Linked DNA regions of Mus musculus: region 1 is linked to region 2. A link is a contact called in public HiChIP or PLAC-seq data. All regions are on one chromosome and are shown on one strand. The core of a region is the stretch at or near the end of the contact, and the rest is flanking DNA. Distances in the headings are between cores, read along the strand shown.

Region 1 (5,614 bases), core at 2,506-5,005, 98 kb before region 2:
GATTGGAATGCTGGTGTGAAGAAGGGTAATCCTTTTTCCTGTCTACAGCACTATGTACTTGCCATTATATTTGCTTGTAATGTAATTGCCTGCCTGCCTTCCTTCCTTCCTTCCTTCCTTCCTTCCTTCCTTCCTCCCTCCCTCCCTCCCTCCCTCCCTCCCTTCCTTCCTCCCTCCCTCTCTTCCTCCCTCCCTCCCTCCCTCCCTCCCTCCCTCCCTCCCTCCCTCCCTCCCTCCCTCCCTCTCTTCCTCCCTCCCTCCCTCCCTCTCTTCCTCCCTCCCTCCCTCCCTTCCTTTCTTTGAGACAGAGTTTTATTATGTAGCCCTGGCTTTCATGGAACTGGATATGTAGAACAGGCTGGACTCGGACTCACAGAAAGTGCTGAGACCAACGGTGCACATCACCGTGCTCAGCAACTTTGTTTTTGAGACTCAGTTAAACTCAGTCACAATTTCTGTGTGTGTGTGTGTATATGCATGTGCCAAAAATTGTTCCTAATTTGACAATTGAAAACCTTTTCGGTTTGGTTTCTGTAAACCCACACTGGCCTCAAATACGAAATTTGCCTGCCTCCGCCTCCCCGCTGCCGCCAGGATTTCCAGCCTGTGCCATTGTTCCTCATCCCTTTGATTTACGCTTCTCTCTCTTTCTCTCTCTCTCTCTCTCTCTCCCTCTCTCTCTCTATCCCCCTCTCTCTCTTAATTACCTTTTTTTATTAGATGTTTCTTTATTTACATTTTAGATGTTATCCCCTTTCCTGGTTTTCCCTCTGAAAACTCCCTCCCCCATCCCCCTGCTCCCCAACCCACCCACTCTTGCTTCCTGGCCCTGGCATTTCCCTATACTGGGGCATAGCACCTTCACAGGATCAAGGGCCTCTCCTCCCATTGATGTCCTACTAGGCTATCCTCTGCTACATATGCAGCTAGAGCCATGAGTCTCTCTGTGTGTTTTGATTGGTGATTTACTCCCAGGGAGCTCTGGGAGTACTGGTTAGTTCTTATTGTTGTTCCTCCTAGGGGGCTGAAAACCCCTTCAGCTCCTTGGTTCCTTTCTCTAGCTCCTCCATTGGGGACCCTGTGCTCAGTCCAATGAATAGCTGTGAGTATCCACTTCTGTATTTGTCAGGCACTGGCAGAGCCTCTCAGGAGACAGCTATGTCAGGCTCCTATCAGCAAGCTCTTGTTGGCATCTGCAGTAGTGTCTGGGTTTGGTGGTTGTATATGGGATGGATCCCTTGGTAGGGCAGTCTCTGGATGGTCCTTCCTCCTGCCTCAGCTCCGAACTTTGTCTCTGTAACTCCTTCTATGGGTATTTTGTTCATCATTCTAAGAAGGATCGAAGTATCCACACTTTGGTCTTCCTTCTTCTTGAACTTCATGTGGGTTATGAATTGTATCTTGGGTATTCCGAGCTTCTGCGCTAATATCCACTTATCAGTGAGTACATATCATATGTGTTCTTTTGTGACTGGGTTACCTCACTCAGGATGACGCCCTCCAGGTCCATGCATTTGTCTAGGGATTTCACAAAGTCATTGTTTTTAATCGCTGCTCCGCTCATCTCTTACTGAGCACTTCCTTTCTTTCTGACTCCATAAGATGTCAAAGGCTCACTTTGTATCCTCCCCACTCCAGCCTTAAGAGATCAGTGTGAATGAGCATGCACGGCACACACACACACTCATGCTCACACACACAGACACATACACACTCATGCTCACACACAGACACACACTTGTGCTCACACACACAGACACATACACACACATGCTTACACACAGACACAGACACACACTCGTGCTTACACACACAGACACATACACACACTCGTGCTCACACACAGACACACACACACACACACACACACACACTCATGCTCACACACAGACAGACACAGACACACAGACACAGACACACACACTCGTGCTTACACACACAGACACACACACTCGTGTTCACACACAGACACACACACTCGTGCTCCCACACACAGACACAGACACACACACTCATGCTCACACACAGACAGACACAGACACACAGACACAGACACACACACTCGTGCTTACACACACAGACACATACACACACTCGTGCTCACACACAGACACACACACACACACACACTCGTGCTCCCACACACAGACACAGACACACACACTCATGCTCACACACAGACAGACACAGACACACAGATACAGACACACACACTCGTGCTTACACACACAGACACATACACACTCGTGCTCACACACAGACACACACACTCGTGCTCCCACACACAGACACAGACACACACACTCATGCTCACACACAGACAGACACAGACACACAGACACAGACACACACACTCGTGCTTACACACAGACACATACACACACTCGTGCTCACACACAGACACACACACACACATTCGTGCTCACACACACAGAAACAGACACACACACTCATGCTCACACACAGACAGACACAGACACACGCACACATACACACTCGTGCTCACACACACAGACACACACACTCATGCTCACACACACAGACACATAATCATGCTCACACACAGACACAGACACACACACACTCGTGCACACACACACACACACACACACACACACACACACACACATCTAAACAGGGCAACAGCACATAATCACTTTGTACCAGACTCCGAATGACATTGTCAGGGAAGATTTTTAGACCGATGTGAAAGAATTCATAACCTTTGCCCCTTTCTTGTTTTTCTATGACTTCTATATTTTGAAGCTTTCTTTCCTACAAGTTTTACTACTTATATATAAGCTAATTCATATTTAGAATGCAGTGTATGGCTCGAAACTGCCCTGCTACCAACACTCAAATGCTGTCATTTTAGTCAAAAGCAAGAAACTGTTTTTAGTCAGAGTAGACCTGCTTATCAAAGGCAAGAGTCTAGTGGAGGACAGACTTCCCCAGTGTCAGAATGACTGATGAATCGTTACTAGTCTCTGTGCTGTGGTCCCTACACACTCACAGCTAAATGACGCAGGGTCTTTGATGGATCCCACCCTCGTTGGAAATTGAACTCATTCCTTTATTTGGGACCTTGCTTATCTTGCTGAGATGGTACCCAAATTTCTGCCCTTAATTCTCATGGTATCACTGTCATCCTTTCATCTTTATAGGTTATTGAGGAAAATTTCTCAGCCTTTATTCCTCTCATTTTTGTTCTGTTTTTGGTCCAGATAACCCTCATTAGAGTAATGGATGATGTAGAGTTGTATGGCACTGTCTTCCCCCGCCCCCGAAGAAATTACCATCATCATATGTTTGCATAAGGTCACCGCAGCCGAGTTTGTTGGCATTCTCTCACGAGGGATCGGGAGCGTCTTTGGATACTCACCTGAGCCACCAGCTAGTTCTCTTTGCCATTTGTCTTGGCTGCCAGTGACCTTTGGGGTCTCTGGTGGGGAAGACGATGAGAACAACTGGACTCCATCGGTTGCTACGGGGAAGCCAGTTCCTGTCGCTGCGTGAAGATATTCCAGTGTGGTTCCTCAGGGTCACACACACTCCTGTCAGTAACCCCTCATCCATGGTCTTTAAGTAGGCCCAGTAAACTCATTGGTTACGCAGGGTGAATCTTAGTTTGTCTTTGGGACTGTTGTAGGTGGGGGATAGATATTGATTAGTGCCCCCTATGGAGGAAATACCCGTAGTACATGGGAAACCCCAAAATACACTTTTAAAGCAGCATTTGAAATGAGTCAGGAGACACTTTTGTACAAATTGACCGCAAGGGGGCACTAGAGGCACGTGCGTTTCGCTCCTAAACAGCATCCTACATTTAAAGAATGAATGTCGGGTTCAGTAATTGATTTGCTTTGCTTGACTAAACTCTGGTAGTAAATATAATTAACATTCTCATGGAAATGGTAATTGCTTCCTGTGTGATATATACTTTTCTTTTTAACATGTATTTGACACAAAATAACTGAATCTGCCAAATTACCAGGGGTAAAATTGTAACTTCAAAATCACTTTTAATTCTCATTCCAGTAAATATTTTCTTTGTGCCCCAGGTGCATTCTCTGCAGGTCTCTGGCTATGCGGCTTTGATACGTTAAATCAAGGAGGGCAGGTGAGACAGCTCAGCTGGAAAAGCCCTGCCGGTCTAGCCTGATGACCTGAGTTTGATCCCTTGGCTTCCGCATAGCAGAAGGAGAGAACCTACTCCTGTAATACACACACACACACTCACACACACACAGACACACACACAGACACACACACACTCACACACACACAGACACACACACACTCACACACACAGACACACTCACACACACACAGACACACACACAGACACACACACACACACACAGACACAGACACACACACACAGACACACACACACACACAGAAACACAGACACACACACACACAGAGACACAGACACACACACACACAGACACACACACAGACACACACACAGACACACACACAGACACAGACACACAGACACACACACACACACAGACACACACACACACTCACACACACACAGACACACATACACAGACACACACACACAGAAACACAGACACACACACACACAGACACACACACACAGAGACACAGACACACACACAGACACACACAGAGACATACACACACAGAGACACACACACACACACAGACACACACACAGACACACACACAGACACACACACACAGACACACACACAGACACACACAGAGACACACACACACAGAGACACACACACACAGACACACACACACTCTTTCTCTCTGTGGCACGCATGCGCACATGTGTACACACTGAATGTAATAATAATATAATGAAACAAAGGAGTTGGGAGCTAGCTGGAGGCAAAGCAACACTTGACATCCAGTTGGGGTTTTATTTTCTCACCAGGATTCTTTTGGCATCCTTCTGAGATGGAGTCATGCTGTGTGCCTAAGTTGGTCTTGAACTTCTGAGAACAAGCGATCCTCCTGCCTCAGCCTCCTGAGTTTTGGAGCTGTACCTCCCGAGTGTACCCTGCTATTTCTAGCCGAGGAAATTACTCCCGAATAAGTCAAATGAATGTTTAGTATTTGTCTTTCTAATCATATTTGCCAAATTAAAACTTTTGCAGGATTGCCGGGCGTGGTGGTGCACGCCTTTAATACCAGCACTCGGGAGGCAGAGGCAGGCAGATTTCTGAGTTTGAGGCCAGCCTGGTCTACAGAGTGAGTTCCAGGACAGCCAGGGCTATACAGAGAAACTCTGTCTCGAAAAACCAAAAAAAAAAAAAAAAAAAACTTTTGCAAAATACCAGTTACATTTCTGCTTAGTCGCTGTACCAATAAAGATGCCTAAGGGGGAAAAAATTAAATATGCACTGTCAGGAGAAATCCGGCACTGTTGCTGCTCTATGACAACAGGAAATGCCATCCATAAGCTGGCAGACCAGCATATGTGTAAGCATAGTTGTATTTCTGGGAATAGTCTTCGTCTGTTTTTGGAGGTAGACAACAGACTAGATTACATTTTCCCCTTTTCTTTACACAAACAAGCTAGAAAATATGCATTTTAAAAGTGAGATTTGGAAATACCAAACAATTTGGA
Region 2 (5,014 bases), core at 2,137-4,636:
TGTTCCTTTTAAAATGTACTCAGAGATAGTTTAAATTTCCTTCTGCGTGGTCTTCAGGAAAGGCAGCCTTAAGCCGGGCAGTGGTGGCACACACCTTTAATCCCAGCACTTGGGAGGCAGAGGCAGAGGCAGAGGCAGGCATATTTCTGAGTTCAAGGCCAGCCTGGTCTACAGAGTGAGTTCCAGGACAGCCAGGGCTACACAGAGAAACCCTGTCTCAAAAAACCAAAAAAAAAAAAAAAAAAAAAAAAAAAAAAAAAAAAAAAAAAAGAAAGAAAGAAAAGAGGAAATGCAGTCTTATGAGTTGGATTCCAACTTTGCTAATGCTTGAGCCTGGCTTTTTCCCACTGAGGTATTAGAGGGCATTGTCCAGGAAGTATGTGAGAATAATGAGTGATATCTGTTTAACCAGGACTTTTAGCATTTTAAACTCCGTGGTTGCTATAAAACAGAACTCTATTCTTCATCCCATGTCTGCAACTAGTTCCTCTTCTTTGATACCGTCTCACCTACGTACTCAAATCCTTGACTAAACTCACCAGCAGTCCTTATTCTGTTTATTTGTAGGGTACACCAAGCAGATTACTCAATAAGGCTGCCTCTGAACTTCACTCACTTAAGCAGTTTTGGAGTGCTTTCAGCACATACGGGGGAAATCCCTGAATCAATTGAGCGTTGGTAAGGAAAGAATACTTGACCGTAAAATGGGCAAGTTCAGTCAGTTCTGTTTCTAACATGGCCTTTCGGTTTCTTCAGCGTCACCATCTTCTTTGACAACGAGAGAAAAAGTCCGCTGCTGCGCCTTTGCCCTTGCTTGGCTCCCTGCCCCTTGTTCTCCACGTCTCAGCCATGATGGCCTCTGAGGGCACACGCACGTCTGTTTGTGGTGAATCTTCATTGTGTAGCACGGTGCCCATGCATTCCATTGGAAAGGAAATTCCTTGAAGCAGGGACTTTGTTTGTGGATGTGGACTGGCCACACCTGGAATCGAGGATGGGCTGTAGCTGGTGCCAACTGAGCATGTGCAGAAAGCCCGAGTTCATGAAAGAGTAAGTGAGAGCAATGAAAAAAGTTATTGTGAAAGAAGGGAAACTGGTTTTATACGTGCTTCTTAGTAAATGCTGATTTTAATGAAGCTGAGTTGAACTTTGTGGAATTAAAAAAGGACAAGGAAAGAAATGGGGACAGAGACAGAGTCAGGGATGCAGGAGGAACGATAGAAAGATGGCGGGAGGTGTAGGTGATCAGTGGTGCGCCTATTTATCTGAACTAGCAGAAAAGGACTTATTAAATCTGAAAAAGTCAATTCTTAGGTGAAAACCTATGAAAAGATTGTATGAATGATTAATATTTTTAGTTTAAAAATTGTATGGATATTTGTGTTTTGCCAGCACATATGTAGGTACACCATATGCATGCTTGGTACCCAAGGGGGTCAGAAAAAGTCATTGGATTCTCTAGAACTGCTGGAAATAGAACCTGGGTCCTCTGCAAGAGCTGTAAGTGCTCTTAACTGATGAGCCATTTCTCTAACTTCGTCATGAACGCTTTTAGAGTTTTTCTGACCAACGATAAATTGGTGAAATTTTTTTTAAAGGATTAGATGTGTGAGGGAAAGATGGCTGACACTTAATACAGGAAGTAAAAAATTAAAACACTTAAGCCAGGCTTGGCAGCTCATATCTGTAATCCCTGCACCTGGGAGGCTGAGGCAGGAGAGGAGGACCAGGAGGTTAACGCATCCTTGGCTGCATAGAGTGAGTTTAAAGCCAGGATGGGCCATAGGAGACCTTATTTCAAAAAATAAAAATGAGAGAGAGAGAGAGAGACAGACAGACAGACAGACAGACAAAGTTAAAGACATATTAGAGGTGTTGATAAGATCATCCAGAGGAGACACAGAGCTCAGGGGGAGACTTCAGGGGCTTTCAAGGGTAATTTGAGTTGCATGAGATTTCCCCCCACCATTCTTTGGGTTTACATGCCCCATCTTGGAATAAGATGTGACTCTATAGAGAAGAAAGTCAAGAAATAAGGAAGGAAAGAAAGAAGAAAGAGAAGACTAGAATTTTATCTGAGTTTACTCTAAAGTTGGTTGTTAGAGGGATAGAGAGAAGAAGAGGTTCTGCTGTCTCGCTTTCTAGATGATAAGTATTCAGGAAGGACCCTTGAACTTGAACAGAACCAAAGTCTCAATTTCAGTTATGAAATCTAAGCAGTGTGTAGTATTGGCATTAGAGAATAAGGAGGTCTTAAGCTTCCTTTTCACACAGCTGATGCTTCCGCAGGAGTTTCCAGTGTCTACTAAATGTCTTCTAACTTCTCATCACAGTTTGCATGCCATTTGAAGCCTCTGTGAAGGTTTTAGACTTCCTGGCTCCTCTGTGCACTGTTTATGTAAGTCGCTGCCATTGGCAGGCCAGAGTGGGAACACATGTTCTCACAGCCATGAGAAGAGGTAACTATGGTATCGAAGGCTGGAGTTGAGAACAGACACACGTTGACACTGATTCAGTGTGCCCTGGGACACACCAGGATGCCTTTCAAAAACGAGATGAAGGTTGATACAAAGACAAATGTGTTTCTTTGCTGCTGGGGCCAGATTTCAGGCTTTCTCTTGGGATTTGTGGCCTTAGTTTTGTGTGTCAGGGTGCCCGTTTAGTAAGGACATCCAATGAACTGTGCTATGGTTCTGGTTCACACTTACTGAGAAACCACTGAAGCTTTCTTTCTTCTTCTTCTTCTTCTTCTTCTTCTTCTTCTTCTTCTTCTTCTTCTTCTTCTTCTTCTTCTTCTTTTTTTCCCCCACTCTAAAAGGAAGATGAGCAACAGACAAGTAATTATGACGTTGCCACCTATATAACATAGGAAGCCACTTTTGTGACCTCATCATGAATTCTGAAATGTGTTACTGACTCGCATGCACTCATTACTGTAAGAGTTCCCAGACCTATTTATCTAACTTTGCATTCCAAGGAAAAAAGAGTTTATTTAGGGAGTTTTCATGTAACAATGCAGTTAAGTAGGTTCTGCTTCCAGGCTAGTCAGTGTGGAAAACTTGGGATCCAATCTCTACTGTCTTCCATGGTCCAGACCAGTAAGGAGAGCAGTTTCCCTACTCTCTTTCCCTTTTATCCCTGATCAGTTGATTGTTACAGTGCACCTGACAGTTCAACGAAGATGAACGATGGTTAAAATGCAAACACCTGGCCATTCATTCACTGGCTTAATGATGGAAAGGACCCAAGTTGGTTTTTACACCACTGGGATTGAAATTTCACAGACCCGGGATGACTCACCGCTTTGCTGTGTCATGAGTTTCATTCTGAAATGAAATACACTCTGTGGTTTCACTTGAGGCTTCGTGTTGATGCAAAAAGGAAATGAGCCCATATTGGGAAGTCGGGTTGAAATACACATATTGTACCAAGTTGTTGCTCAGCCATCCTTACACCCTGTGCTTCGGTCTTACCGCGCATCCTTACAGGATAGGCTTTGGTGTCATCACACTGTTTTATCATCAGTTCACACCTGTCTATCCTCCTCCCTTGTCTGAGAATCGGGTGAAGCAACCAGAATGTACTCAGAGAGCAGCCTGTGAATGAGCCACTGACTATCATTTCTGTGTGGATGACGTTCTTCCTGGGTTGGCACTGAGAAGAGAATGCTCATCTTTTTTTTTTTTTTCTTTTTCTTTTTGGTTTTCCCGAGACAGGGTTTCTCTGTGTAAGCCCTGGCTGTCCTGGAACTCACTCTGTAGACCAGGCTGGCCTCGAACTCAGAAATCCACCTGCTTCTGCCTCCCAAGTGCTGGGATTAAAGGAGTGCTCCACCACCACCCGGTGAGAACGCTCATCTTTATGGTGCCTCCACTCTCGTGAAAATAGTCTTGTTTTACGAAGACCATTTTCATTTTCAATAGTCCATTGTCATTTCATAATAGTAGTTACATCTTCAAACTTGGATAGTCCCCAAGACCAATGAGCAGTGAGAACAGGGAAGAGGAGCAGAAATAAAGCTGTGGTGGAGAATGAAAACAAAACAGAGCAAAACCACCCAAGGCCTTCTACATTCGAGGCAAACACCCTAATACTAGGCCATACCCTCATTTCCAAATATCAATCTTTTAGAAACATATTTTAATATTTCAAACTTATTTTCACATTTTTGCATATGTGCAATGTTCCAGACAACTCTCAGGGTGTTTTATATCCGATTTCCAAGACTGTTAGGGCGAGGTACCAGGCCAGAAAGAGAACAAAAATAAATCCTGTATTGAACAAAATCCAACTAAGTTGTTCCCTTTAGCGTTTAGATAGACAACTTTTCATTCAAAGCCAGATCAACGCTGGTTCCTCCCTTACTCTGAGACCCTAGGGAAGTCACATGACCCAGTCCTGATTTGCTTATTTCCAGGCTGGGAAGTATAATGGTAACTCATACCTCAGCATGAGGCTGTTATGAGGATCAAATGAAATCATCCATTCACCTCACACTTTCAACCCAGAGTACCAATAAATGTGAGCAATAAAAAGTGGGAGCAGGAAGCATCAGGAATAAGTCTCTGAGAGCTGTTTTCAATCTTATTATCTGATTGATTTAGTGTGTGTGTGTGACGTAATGTGGAGTGGGCATGTATCTTTGTGTATGTGATTGTGGGGTGGGTAGAGGTTAACGGTGGACATCTTCCTCTAGCACTCTCCACCTTATTTTTTGAGACAGAGTCTCTCATTGTACCTTAAACTCACCATTTCAGATGGACTCAACTCGTCAGTGCACTCTGGGGGACACTTCTCTCTGCCTGTCCATCTTCCCTAGCACTACTGATAGGGACATGAATCGCCATGCCTGACTTTTATATGGGTCCTGGAGATCTGAACACAGACTCATGGTTGTACAGCAAGAGCTTTATCCACTGTGGTATCTCCCAGGTCCTCTATTTTATTTTAAAATAATCTTTTGCTAATCCACAGATAATATGTTGTTTTGATTAAATGTGGCATTTACTGTTCT

What was found. HiChIP or PLAC-seq counts read pairs in DNA pulled down with a chosen protein or histone mark.
Region 1: an H3K4me3 HiChIP or PLAC-seq map of bone marrow-derived macrophages shows a contact between it and region 2, with 2.9 times the contacts expected there. The contact joins two enhancer-like sites. A contact is called at or near these places in 3 of 39 promoter capture datasets (the 3T3-L1 cell line, the C10 cell line and neutrophils), 2 of 15 datasets of contacts at CTCF or cohesin (CD8 T cells and large pre-B cells), 11 of 484 Hi-C or Micro-C datasets (CD4 T cells, CD8 T cells, bone marrow-derived dendritic cells and 8 more) and 3 of 115 datasets of contacts at active chromatin or transcription factors (the 230-238 cell line, bone marrow-derived macrophages and large pre-B cells).

The regions. Positions count from the first base shown.
Region 1 is chr16:55,851,227-55,856,840 of GRCm38.p6, reverse strand. The region is part of intron 4 of Nxpe3 (neurexophilin and PC-esterase domain family, member 3); the gene reads left to right. Among named protein-coding and RNA genes, the nearest start is that of Nfkbiz, 32 kb to the right of the region's middle. Within about 2 kb of position 3,755, at least 6 of the 459 cell types and tissues checked have an H3K27ac peak or open chromatin away from gene starts, as enhancers often do. A contact at or near this core is called in bone marrow-derived macrophages, where this site is marked.
Region 2 is chr16:55,752,958-55,757,971 of GRCm38.p6, reverse strand. No RefSeq gene overlaps it. Among named protein-coding and RNA genes, the nearest start is that of Nfkbiz, 67 kb to the left of the region's middle. Within about 2 kb of position 3,386, at least 143 of the 459 cell types and tissues checked have an H3K27ac peak or open chromatin away from gene starts, as enhancers often do. A contact at or near this core is called in bone marrow-derived macrophages, where this site is marked.